Regions from separate parts of the Drosophila melanogaster genome. Here all the other regions are linked to region 1. A link is a contact called in public Hi-C and HiChIP or PLAC-seq data. All regions are on one chromosome and are shown on one strand. The core of a region is the stretch at or near the end of the contact, and the rest is flanking DNA. Distances in the headings are between cores, read along the strand shown. Region 1 holds the start of CG1572. Region 2 holds the start of bif (bifocal). Region 3 holds the start of Drak (Death-associated protein kinase related).

Region 1 (3,760 bases), core at 458-2,957:
CCCCCGCCCCATACAGAACCACTCCTCTCCCCCCGCGCAACGATTTCCCCCCTTTTTGGGGATCGGCAGCGAACAAAATAGATGAATCGCTCTCGTCTATATGTTCACCTAGGATTGGATATATGTAAGTCTGTATGTATGTACATATATGAATGTATGTAGATATGTATGCATAAACGTCATGAACTTTATGGTCTGCTGCCTGCTGTTCGTTGTGGAAAAGCTGAAGGAAAACTGAAGAAAAGCGCCTCGTTCGTAATTGGGACACACACACACACACACACACACTTTAAGTATACAGATGCCGTGGGTGGGCATAATGGTTATAGGGTATTCGCAAATGCCGTGCCAGATCTGGAAATCAGATTGTGACTATAAGTTCTGACTTCAGATTTGACGATTGGTAATCAAGCCGAATAACATTGTAGGCAAACAAATAAAACCAGTTTAGCTTAAAACAAATAACAAACGGAAGGATAGTGAGATTAATTCCAAATTAACTGCTCTGCTATAGCTATATTTGCTATATTTGGCTTAAAACAAACATGAGTTAAATAAAAGCCTTGTAAGACCCATACAGAGGAGTTGAAAATCGTAACTAATTTTATATTCTTGATATTTTAACTAAGCAAGGAAGAGATCAATTTAGAAAATACCAACGAATTATATTGTTTTAGGAAATGTGCTCATACAAGATTGATGGCAATTGGAATGGGGTTGGATTTCAGAACTTAGACCTTCCTCAAAATCGGTGGCGCATTAGACGAGTTCAAAAACGATGACGCCACCGGTGACGCAATAGTTTACACACAATGTGAATGATGCTCATCGAAATTCACAAAAGTGGTAGAGGCACATACATACACATACATATATACATATGTATATCCCAGTGGCATGGAAGGGGTGCGGCCCAAATTCCGAAGCGTAATACCGAAACCAAAAACCGAAAACCAAAAAAAAAAATAATAATAAGAAAACAAAACAAAGCAAAAACCAAAATAACAAGAACCCATGTGCGACATTTTATCGGAATTAAACAAAATACATTCCGAATATTGATTAGATGGCGGATTTCCGCCGAAAAGCGGTATGATATCATGCCTATGATGTACGATAGTTTAATTCGCATGCCAAGCAACTTGGCCCAAGCAACAGGTTGTTGTTTTGGGCCCTTTAAGATTCCTCTTTGGAACCGGAAGAGATGAACAAAGACGCCGCTTTTGTCAATTTCCCAAATGACAACAACTAATCAATATACATATGTACCAAAAGGCAAGCTATCAAATGTTCTGCTGATAAGAATATTTCCCCACTGCAAACGCGACTCACATTCGGTTTCGCATTTTCAACTCTGGAAATGATATCATCGCCGTCAATAATAATGCAGTTTAATGCTTGTAGGAGAAAAAAAATTAACAACATATTAATGCACAGCCAAGTACCGAGAATTCCAATTCCTTTTGCTTTTCGAAATGTACAAAAAAAATATATAAAAAAAAAAAAAAAACAATAAAACACACATATAGTCCCAGCGGTAGAAATGGGTGGTATGTACCTCTTTCTCTCTCTGTATATCTAAAGTTTTCGGTATGGATCTTACTCTTACTTTTCTCAAAATTCGGCGTAGGACTCAGCCAACTGGTTTTCCTCGCACTTTTCTTTCGACTTTTGCGTCTTTTCGCGCGCACGTTGCAAACGAAACTGAAACCGAAACTGAAAAATAAAAGCGTTTGGCCCGCTGCCTCTGCCACAGTTTTCAGCGTCGCAGTCGACGCAGCCGAGACGAAAACAAAACAAGACCCAGCAGAAGCCTTCCAGGCCGATTTACTGCGACTCGACTTGGGGGATACCCTGCATCACTTAGAACACTTCACAAGCGAATTAGGTTGGTAGTACAAAACATGCATTGCAATTTTTTAAATATGTCGCTTTTTGGGCCAAAAAATGCGAAATAATGGTCCAAATATGGATTGTTATACCTCGTTGAGTTCGTATTCAAAATTCTACTCAAACTGTGTTTAAAATTTGGAATATTAATTTTATGCCATTTTTCGCAAATTTTGATGATGTTACCCCTTACCAAAAATGCGAAAATCGACCCAAAAATTAATTTTTCAAAATCCATCAAAAAGTGATAGAGATAGTTAGTAGTGGTAATTAGCTGCACAAAACAGTCATTCCTGCACTTTTATGACCATTTTTAGACAAGTTATGATAAAAACACGCTTTATTTAAATCGTATTTTTGGCCGAAAGTCGTTTTCCAGATTTAAAGGAAGAAAATATTTAGTTTTTTGGCCACAACATTGGAAATAATGATCCAAATATGGATTGTCATACCTCGTTGAGTTCGTATTCAAAATTCTAATCAAACTGTGTTTAAAATTTGGATTTTTAATTTTTTGCCATTTTTCGCAAATTTTGATGATGTTACCCCTTACCGAAAATGCGAAAATCGACCCAAAAATTAATTTTTCAAAATCCGTCAAAAAGTGATAGGGATAGTTAGTAGTGGTTTTTAGCTGCACAAAACAGTCATTCTTGTACTTATATGACCATTTTTAGATAAGTTATAAGAAAACACCCTTTGTACATATCGTATTTTTGGCCAAAAGACGTTTTCCAGATTTAAAGGAAGAAAATATTTAGTTTTTTGGCCACAACATTGGAAATAATGATCCAAATATGGATTGTCATACCTCGTTGAGTTCGTATTCAAAATTCTAATCAAACTGTGTTTAAAATTTGGATTTTTAATTTTTTGCCATTTTTCGCAAATTTTGATGAATACCGAATATGCAAAAATCGACCCAAAAATTAATTTTTCAAAATCCATCAAAAAGTGATAGGGATAGTTAGTAGGGGTTATTAGCTGCACAAAACAGTCATTCCTATGCGTTTATGACCATTTTTAGACAAGTTATGATAAAAACACCCTTTGCATAAATCGTATTTTTGGCCAAAAGACGGTTTTCAGATTTAAAGGAAGAAAATATTTAGTTTTTTGGCCACAACATTGGAAATAATGACTGGTCTATGCCACCCGGATGCGTTTTCATCCAGGGTATCAGCAAGGCAATTCAGCCAACAACGCCAACAAGTTGACTTGACTGCTGGCTAGCGCGGTATAAATGACGCCTGACGTCATGATGTCATCGAGTGAGCGGCAGAGCAGCCAAGCAGCGGAGCGGCCAACCTTAATATTTGTAATCTTCAAGTGCAACTAGGCCCCCGGCCACGCCCCCTTGACACTGTTCATTGGCCGCCCACGGATTGGCAATTAAAAAGAAAGGAATTAAACTTGCTAGTGGAAGCTCCTCGGACTTTTTCTCTGACTCAGCGCCACCTGAAAGTGGAGAGTGAGAAAAGTGGGTGAGGGCGATAGAGAGTGCACTGAAAAGAAATACTAGTGTGTGTTCATATTAGAATTAGAATTATTATATAAATATGTAAGATATGCATAATCTATCTAGTACCACAAAGTATATATGCACACTGAATTTATATGATTAATAATATCTGATTGATCTGCTCGTACATTATTTATGGATAACCCCATTTATAAACAACATATCTATTACCAATGATATCCAATACCATGTCTATAACCATTTGTTTATATCATCAATTACAAAGCCATAAAAACTTTGATAAACATAATATCACTTTCGGTGAAGTAACGCGAAATTAGATAGTCTTTCTTGCAGTGCAGCAGTAAAACACTGAGCGGTAAGTCTGATGAGTAACGCTAGTGCGGC
Region 2 (3,760 bases), core at 818-3,317, 120 kb after region 1:
CCAAATAATTTGCATACATTTGTATTTTGTCCAAACTTAGTTGAAATGATTAACCGAACTGTGAAAGAGTGCAATAGAAATCGTTTTGCTTCTAGATTAGTGAAAAATACAACGAAGCCCCTAATTTGAATACGAAGCAACCCAAAATCCCCGCCCTCCCGTAATAACAATAAATACATATGCATAATTATGCAAAAGTTTGAGAAGATGAAACTAGAAAGTCTGTATAATGCATACATAATATACGACTCCATTATACACACACACACGCATACTAAGGCCGATGAATAACATATGCATATACAATATAGACATATATTAAATATATATCATTGTAATAATTTGTAATGTTTATCAGTAGAATTATGATCCGAGGTGGAGCAGACGAGTAAAACGCATGCAGAGATCCATTAAAGTGTACTGTAAAATGTGCCACACATTGTTTTATCTAAATTTATTAAAGGATTTATTATTTTGCAGAGGGTAAGTTCTAAAACTTAAAAACTAGTCCTGTTTGGAAGATCCTAATCATTGCAACGTTTTATAAATCAAAGCCGAACTCTTACTCTAGTAAAAATTTGGCTACGTTCGGAAAATTAGCCAGAACATAGGAAAAACCCTACTGAATTAAACAAAAAAAAACGTGTTTAACATTTGGCTACGATCGTGTTAGTATTGCATACTTTTAGGTCCATCTTTTTGCACAGAGTTTTGTGTGAATCAACAATAAAATTGGCACTGGAATTGGTCGATGGCGTCCCACTACTGATTGCCAGGCGCCGTTGCTCCTGTAGTCTTCATGGCCAGCATGGCGTCCAGTTCGCCCTGGATGCTCTCGAACTGATTGTACAGTTCCATTAGTTCCGGTTGTGTCATTTCGATGTTGATATCCTCGCCGACGGCCGTTTTCATTTGGAGCACGGCCAGCGGGGTCTTCTCCCGCTGCTGGCAATGCGAGGAGATCTCCATGTTGAGCTTCCAGGCCACATCTTCGATGACATTTGATTCGTACCGCTTGCTGGCCAAATTGTTCATAATGGGCGTCGTTTCGCGCACCCACAAACGCAATATGGCATCGATCTTGGCCTCATCCTCCAGCTGGAGTTTCTCGCGCAGCTCACGCTGCAGCAAACTTGGCTTGATGATAAACGTGGAGATGCGACGCAGGATGTAGGAGAAGGTCTTGATCAGCAGCAGGAAGTCCTGACGCGGTACGCCCACCAATCGCTCCAGTTCCTCGAGTGTGTACTCCGGTTCGGTGTTACTTGTGGGGTTCTCCTCGGTGCTGCTGTCCACCCGGCCGGTGGTCGTCACACTGGTGCCCACTGTACTACTGGTGGCACTCGCCGATGCTACGCTGGGACTCATCTGCCGGTGGGTGTAGAACAGAACCGTCGTAAAGGTCTCGTAGGGCAAGGCATTGATGATTTTGATGCCCTCACGGGCTCTAAGATATAAATGCAAGAAATTAATCTCTATAAGAACATTGATATTACATACCTTTCCGTGATCTTTATCCAGTTAATGCTCATTGTGAGATATATTTAAAAATTTTTAAGGAACATAGAGTTATTAAGTCTTTACCAGCACTTCTTTTATTATGACTTTAATATTATTTGTTTATACAGACCAACAATATACAAAAAACTATCGACTTGCCACGGTGCGGTGCTGCCACACAGTTACTACTGCCAATAATAACGGTAAGTGCTGACTAAAATACAAAAATATTACATTTTGCGATGTGATTTTAAACATATTCTTTATTAATTTTTTAGATTTAAATGTTTTATTAAATTAATTTATTTTTCTGTATTTAGGCCTGAATAATTTACCTTATAAAATTACAATGTTTTAAATAATATTTGCTGTTATGTTTCCTGCAAAATAAAATTCGTGAAAAAAAGCCGCACCAGCAAATATCAATACCAGATTGTCGACGGCACCGACGATCGACGATTCAATTTGTAGAAGATTATCAAGTACGAATAGTTTTCCAACTCATTAATATAATCGTCCTACCTGGCAACTCCGCTGATGCCTATCGATGCTCCGCTCGATAGCGCCAACAATCGATAAGCAGTATTTGTGTATTGGAAACGCGGCTTAACTTAATGCAGATTTTTCCGCTGATTCGGCTGCGAAAGATGCACTTTTAAGGCGCAGCGAGTGCACCCACGCCCCGAGTTCGAGTGCAGTTGCAGTCGGGAAAGCTTGACAAGTGCGCGGAGCAAGGAGAGCGACGAGTTCGTTGAGCTACAGCGAAACGGAAAAGTGTAAAAGCGGGGTAAACAGGCGCAGCGGAGCGGATGATAAACGGAACTCGGGATCGGAAAATTGGAAGCAAAACCAACCACCGATTATAAAAAATAGTCAGCATCTTAAAAGTAAGGATTTCAAGCTAAGGTTTCAGCGAAAGCCCGAGAAAAACAAAAACCCCAACTAAACTAACGGAACAGTGCGTCGGGATATATGCATGTGTATGTGGTATACGTATGTGTGTCTTTGGCTGCGTGCGATTGTATTGTTCCTGTGTAAATAAACAAAACCCGGCTCTTTAGTCTTCCACTAGTTCGTTTCGCGTTTCTCTGCGAGGAATTTTTGTTGAAAAAACTCAATTTGGCATAGCATAACTTCCAGTTTATTTCCCTATTCTGCAAACTGTGTGTATCAGTGTGCTGGTGCTTCCAGCATGCCGTAAAAATCGATAGCGCGTCGTCGGTTGTTTATTTTATGCTTCGTCTGCATTTTGCAGCCCCTTTTTATCGCTCTCCCCTTTTCAGCCACCCTTGCACACACTCACACTCTCTCCGGCGGAGTCGTGTGATGCATACACACACACACACACAGACACATGCATACGCCTGATACGGGAAATTAAAAATAATACTTTTTATCGCGGCATGCAAAAGGCAAAGCTGCAAAAACAGAAACAATTCCAATTCCAACAGCAATAATCTAGCCATGCAATCAATTTTAGCCAAACAATAAAAAGAATCGTTTGGTTTCAGTTTCCCCGCTTTTCTTTTCCGTTATTTTCCTCTCTATATTCGGTTTTATCGCATTTTCCGCTCATTATGGCAGTTTAGCATATTTATGCTGGAAAAATATTGGGGTTTCTTCGCTTCTTACCTTTGTTTTACGTTTTGTTTTGCTGTCGGGCTGTAAAAACAGCAGTTAATCCAATTAAGAAAAATAAAACTCTAAATGCCATCGCCACCACGAATTCGAAATCACCTTTTATCTACTCAAAAGATATTCATCTTATTTATTTTCCAAGATAAATGTTAAATTATAAATATATTATAGAACCATACACTTGTTGAAATAGAATTTCTGCTAACAGCTGCGAGTTTTACAGTCATAACTATTATTATTATTTATTAACTTAGATTTCTACAGGCTGCGATTTTATAAAAATGATTCAATTTTTTATCTAGACTTTGTTATTAAAATTTCTACATAAGCAGAAAATAATTGCTGCAATGACAAATATTTCATTTTCAGCTTGTGTTTATCGTAGCTTATTTTTTGTTAAATGTATATTAAAGTATTTACTCCCCTTCTCATGTAATATACATATATTGAAAAAACAGTACTTTTGTCTATTAGAATATATTTATACCCTCACTTATTGGTTCATCTCGAAAACTGGTCGAGTAAACTGAGAATCTTGAGATAGTTTCTTGAATTGGATATAATTTGCATGGTTGGCCAATCTTTTGGGTCGGCTATGCCCGCCTCTTTGCTTCGTAGAGGA
Region 3 (3,760 bases), core at 744-3,243, 66 kb before region 1:
CATCGCTGGTATCACTGGTCTCCGGGCCTGGAGTGAATATATCATCTCCGAATGAACTATAATCATCACTGGAATCACTGCTGTCCGAGCTTGAAATCATCATTTCATCATTGTTGCTATTGACAGCTACGCCCTTACGCTGGCCTTGCAAATTGTCCACATCCACTTCCTCCGGGACACTCAAATTATTGAAATTACGAATCACTGGCTTCGGCGTCGGGCGCTTCCTAGGCTTCTTGGTGGTCACGCTGCCCCCTCGATCGAAAATGACATTCTCCAATGTGAGTCTGCCTTCAGAGACTTGCGGGCAAAATGTCCTTGTCGCGTCCGAATCCAGGCGGACAAGGTTCTTGTCGCCAAGCAGTTTCTTGCTGAAATTCATGGTTATCTTTCCGATATGGCAATGCGAATGATAAAAGTAATTTGGTTTCCTTGTGATGAAATAAGAAATAATATAATATACAAAATTATATAATTTTATCCGCTGTGACGATGTTACCTGGTGAACGACTTTTTTAAAAAGAGAATGTATTCAGGGAATGAGCTCCAAATGTCAACTTTCAGCTGTCAAATCCACACTTTCGAAGTGTAAGGGTTACTTTAAATTGTGGTTGTATCCAATAAAGGGAATTATACAAAATAAAATATTTTGTTTCCACTTGAATAAAAGTCGATGCAATGTGTTAAATATCAGATCTATTATACTGCTCACACATGAACAGGACATTGTATACAAGATAATGTTGTTTGCCTTATAAATAACAATTGTAATTTGTAACACCAAATTATGCGTTAAAACGAAACTACTTCGTTCCTGCTTGTTAAATTTCCACCCAATTTTTTGGGGTTTCTCGCGATCCGATTTTCTATTTTCGCGGTGGCCAAGCATTTTCCCTAGGTCAAAAGCCGGATCTGCTAAACTTGAATGGCTGCCAAGAGGAGTTTTTGGCGAGTTCGTGGCAAGAAAATCCACCGCCCGACCAAAAGAAAAATAAAATCATTTTGTAAAAAAAACCTAAGCAGATCCGGAGACGACAACATTATTAATAGACGGATGCTAAAGGTTTTTGCACTTGGTTTATTTCTGGTGCTCCGCATTCCTGAGATGCCGTCGTGGTGACAAAAATATATGCAACGCACACGAGAAATGCAAACATAACGCATATCCACTGCATATCCCATCCAATCCAATTACACTGAAAGAAATTAGCAAAGTTATGATTTTTAAACAAAGTAGAAATGGCGTGGTGTAAAATAGGTCTATTCCAGAGAGAGGGATTGAAATGTAGAAAAAAAGTTTTCTATATTTAACTATACTTAACTATATATACTTAAACTTTATTTAAGATCTTAGTAATGATTCAGAGTGCACGAGAAATGTGCACTGGCTTGCAAGTGGAGCACACACACCTACACACAAACGGTGGGAAAACAAGGCGGGAAAATTTGCAGGGCGAGAAAAAGCCAGGGAACTGCAAGCAAGCATAAATATAAATATACATTTAAAATTGAGAATCCAATGAAGACGCGAGGTGCCAACTATTTGCGGGCTGTGTTATGCCCACACGCCCCGATAACAGGCGCCACCCAAAACGCACATTGCATCCCAAAAATAATATCTTTATTACGTTTCCACCAAATAACAATAATTGGTAAATTGAAAACACGCTTTGAATCGGCCGCAGTGTGACCATGTGCTTTCCACCAAACTTAACATTGGAAACGTCATATAACTACTTTTGTAAGATGGTGTTCATATAACTGTCTACTTAGTTTCACATTAGTTATTATTACTGAAACGAAATTTAATTTTTACTTTTTCTGCCTTTTCTCAGCTTAAATTATAAACAAAACTGCACTGTTATAAACCTAGTGCTGTTAACAGACTTTCGGTATTTTCTGGTATTTTTCACAGTGCCTAGCGTTAAACGTCCGGCAACAGAGTGACCAGAGACACTGGCAAGAAATACCAGGCCCCAGCAGCAGAGTTATTTTCATGGTGTGCGTTCACTTTAAGCGAACGCGAGTAATTGAAATTTCAATCCGCCAACGAACGGTTCGTGCGCGCTGCTCCGCTGCGAGTTTCTTGTACCTCCGTGCCTCCGCAAAGCGAAACACACAAAAAAAAAGAATAAAGCCTGGCCAAAATCTGCGAGCCGTTTTTTCGCATAAAACCCTTTTTGAAACGAGCAAGCGGAGGAAGAAGAAGAAGAGAAGCTGAGACGGAGTTCTTCGGAGAGAACGGTACTTAACTGGCGAAATACCGAAAATAACAAAAACAAAAACATAACCAGCAGCAACAGCATCACACATACATACACACGCGGGAATTTTTTCGGGCCTCTCTTTGCGCGCGTGTGTCTGTGTGTTGCAGTTGCATAGTTTTTGCTTCTTTACTTCTTTTAATTCATTAGTGTGATTTTTTGTTTTTGCTGTTTTTGGGTTGTACTGGAATCTGGTCTCCTTCTCCCTCCCTGTCGCTCTCCCGCGCGCAACGTATTCCGCTGCATTATATCGAAGCGTGTGTTTTTATCACTAAACTACAATTTTTTTTGGTTCTGTGCAGTTGAGATTCGACCCTCAAAGAAATAACAAGTTACCATTAAAAAAAATAAAAGCCAATCAAACGAAGGATTAAATACAGCCAAAAATCGAAAGAAGATTCGATCTTCAAACACACTACACACACACAAACACCACAATCCCCCCCCACACACACACAAAATGTTCACCGAAAAGGGAATTTTTCCCATTGGCGACGGACTTTTGGATGTGGACGCCGATCGGCTGAAGGGACTCCTCGTCTCATGTCCCGACATCAACGAGATCTACGAAGTGGAACAGACGCCGTTTGCCAGGTGAGTTTTTAGTTTTCTGTTTTGAGTTTCGCGCTATTATTCTCCTTTTCCCTTGCCAAAAATTCAACCGAAAATAAGAAGCACAAAAACAAGATTTTTGCATCTCCACACTGCAAAAAAAAATCAGTTAGAAAGGAAACCATATAGATAATTTAGCTCTTTTGGGGAATTCTGGTCAGAACCATAGATACAGTCCATACCGCAGATATACATATGTAACTAACTATAAAGTTCTAAGCTAGGAGTTTTACTTACTTGTTTTAGGTACTTGAATACCATAAATCTATACATATGTGTATCTTTTCTTGATCGCCTTATTTGTTTTACTAAGCTCGATCGTTTCTTTTTCGTATCATAATATTTTGAAATGTAATCCAAGATAAATATACATGTCTCTATGCATAGTTATGCCAAAAATAACCATATTGAAAATGATCTTCTAAGTTTTTACAACCTAAACATACTTTGCGATCACAATTGAAGGTAACTGCTACAAAATCACACCTAACATCAGTGAATTTATCATCGTTTAATAGATTTGTTTTCCTTGTTTTTGCGAATGCAGCTGCTAAATTCAATAAAAAATAAAAGCGGAATCCAAAAACCACCGAAACAAAGCTAAAAATGTTAAAGAAAGTCAGTGGCGAGTCTGTTTTATTTTTTCTGAAAAACTTCTGCGTCTCAAAACTTGTTTTATTTACTTTTTTCTTCTTTCTTGCGACTTGCCTGTGTGTGTGAGCTTCTACTCAACACACACATGTGAACGGGAGACAAAAAGAGAGTTTTGTGTGGATAACGGCACAGTGGTTTTGTTATGAACATCGAAAGATTCGTAAACAAATACGTATCTATTCAGTACGAATTGGTTTTGAAAATAGCTCTGAATTTGTACGCTTTAAAAA

Evidence for each region. A called contact is a pair of places that touch in the nucleus more often than the background predicts. HiChIP or PLAC-seq counts read pairs in DNA pulled down with a chosen protein or histone mark.
Region 2: a Hi-C map of the Kc167 cell line shows a contact between it and region 1, with 1.7 times the contacts expected there. The contact joins the promoter of bif here to the promoter of CG1572 in region 1. A contact is called at or near these places in 3 of 107 Hi-C or Micro-C datasets (the D17-c3 cell line and the Kc167 cell line).
Region 3: a POLR2A S2P HiChIP or PLAC-seq map of the Kc167 cell line shows a contact between it and region 1, with 5 times the contacts expected there. The contact joins the promoter of Drak here to the promoter of CG1572 in region 1. A contact is called at or near these places in 1 of 1 datasets of contacts at CTCF or cohesin (the Kc167 cell line), 45 of 107 Hi-C or Micro-C datasets (the D17-c3 cell line, the Kc167 cell line, the ML-DmBG3-c2 cell line and 20 more) and 5 of 6 datasets of contacts at active chromatin or transcription factors (the Kc167 cell line and the S2 cell line).

What each region holds. Positions count from the first base shown.
Region 1 is chrX:11,556,930-11,560,689 of dm6, forward strand. CG1572 reads right to left here and starts at 1,708. Exons shown (of 4, transcript NM_001298197.1): 1 at 1,559-1,708.
Region 2 is chrX:11,676,903-11,680,662 of dm6, forward strand. It overlaps bif (bifocal), which reads left to right and starts at 2,068. Exons shown (of 6, transcript NM_167295.3): 1 at 2,068-2,387. It overlaps Vlet (Valette), which reads right to left and starts at 1,687. Exons shown (of 1, transcript NM_167294.2): 1 at 442-1,687. The coding sequence starts at 1,368. The coding sequence ends at 763. It overlaps Ptp10D (Protein tyrosine phosphatase 10D), which reads left to right. Exons shown (of 13, transcript NM_206691.3): 13 at 1-436.
Region 3 is chrX:11,491,142-11,494,901 of dm6, forward strand. It overlaps Drak (Death-associated protein kinase related), which reads left to right and starts at 1,994. Exons shown (of 5, transcript NM_001169253.2): 1 at 1,994-2,858. The coding sequence starts at 2,725. lncRNA:CR44556 (long non-coding RNA:CR44556) reads right to left here and starts at 1,857. Exons shown (of 1, transcript NR_123869.1): 1 at 1,196-1,857. It overlaps CG33235, which reads right to left and starts at 432. Exons shown (of 1, transcript NM_206687.2): 1 at 1-432. The coding sequence starts at 382.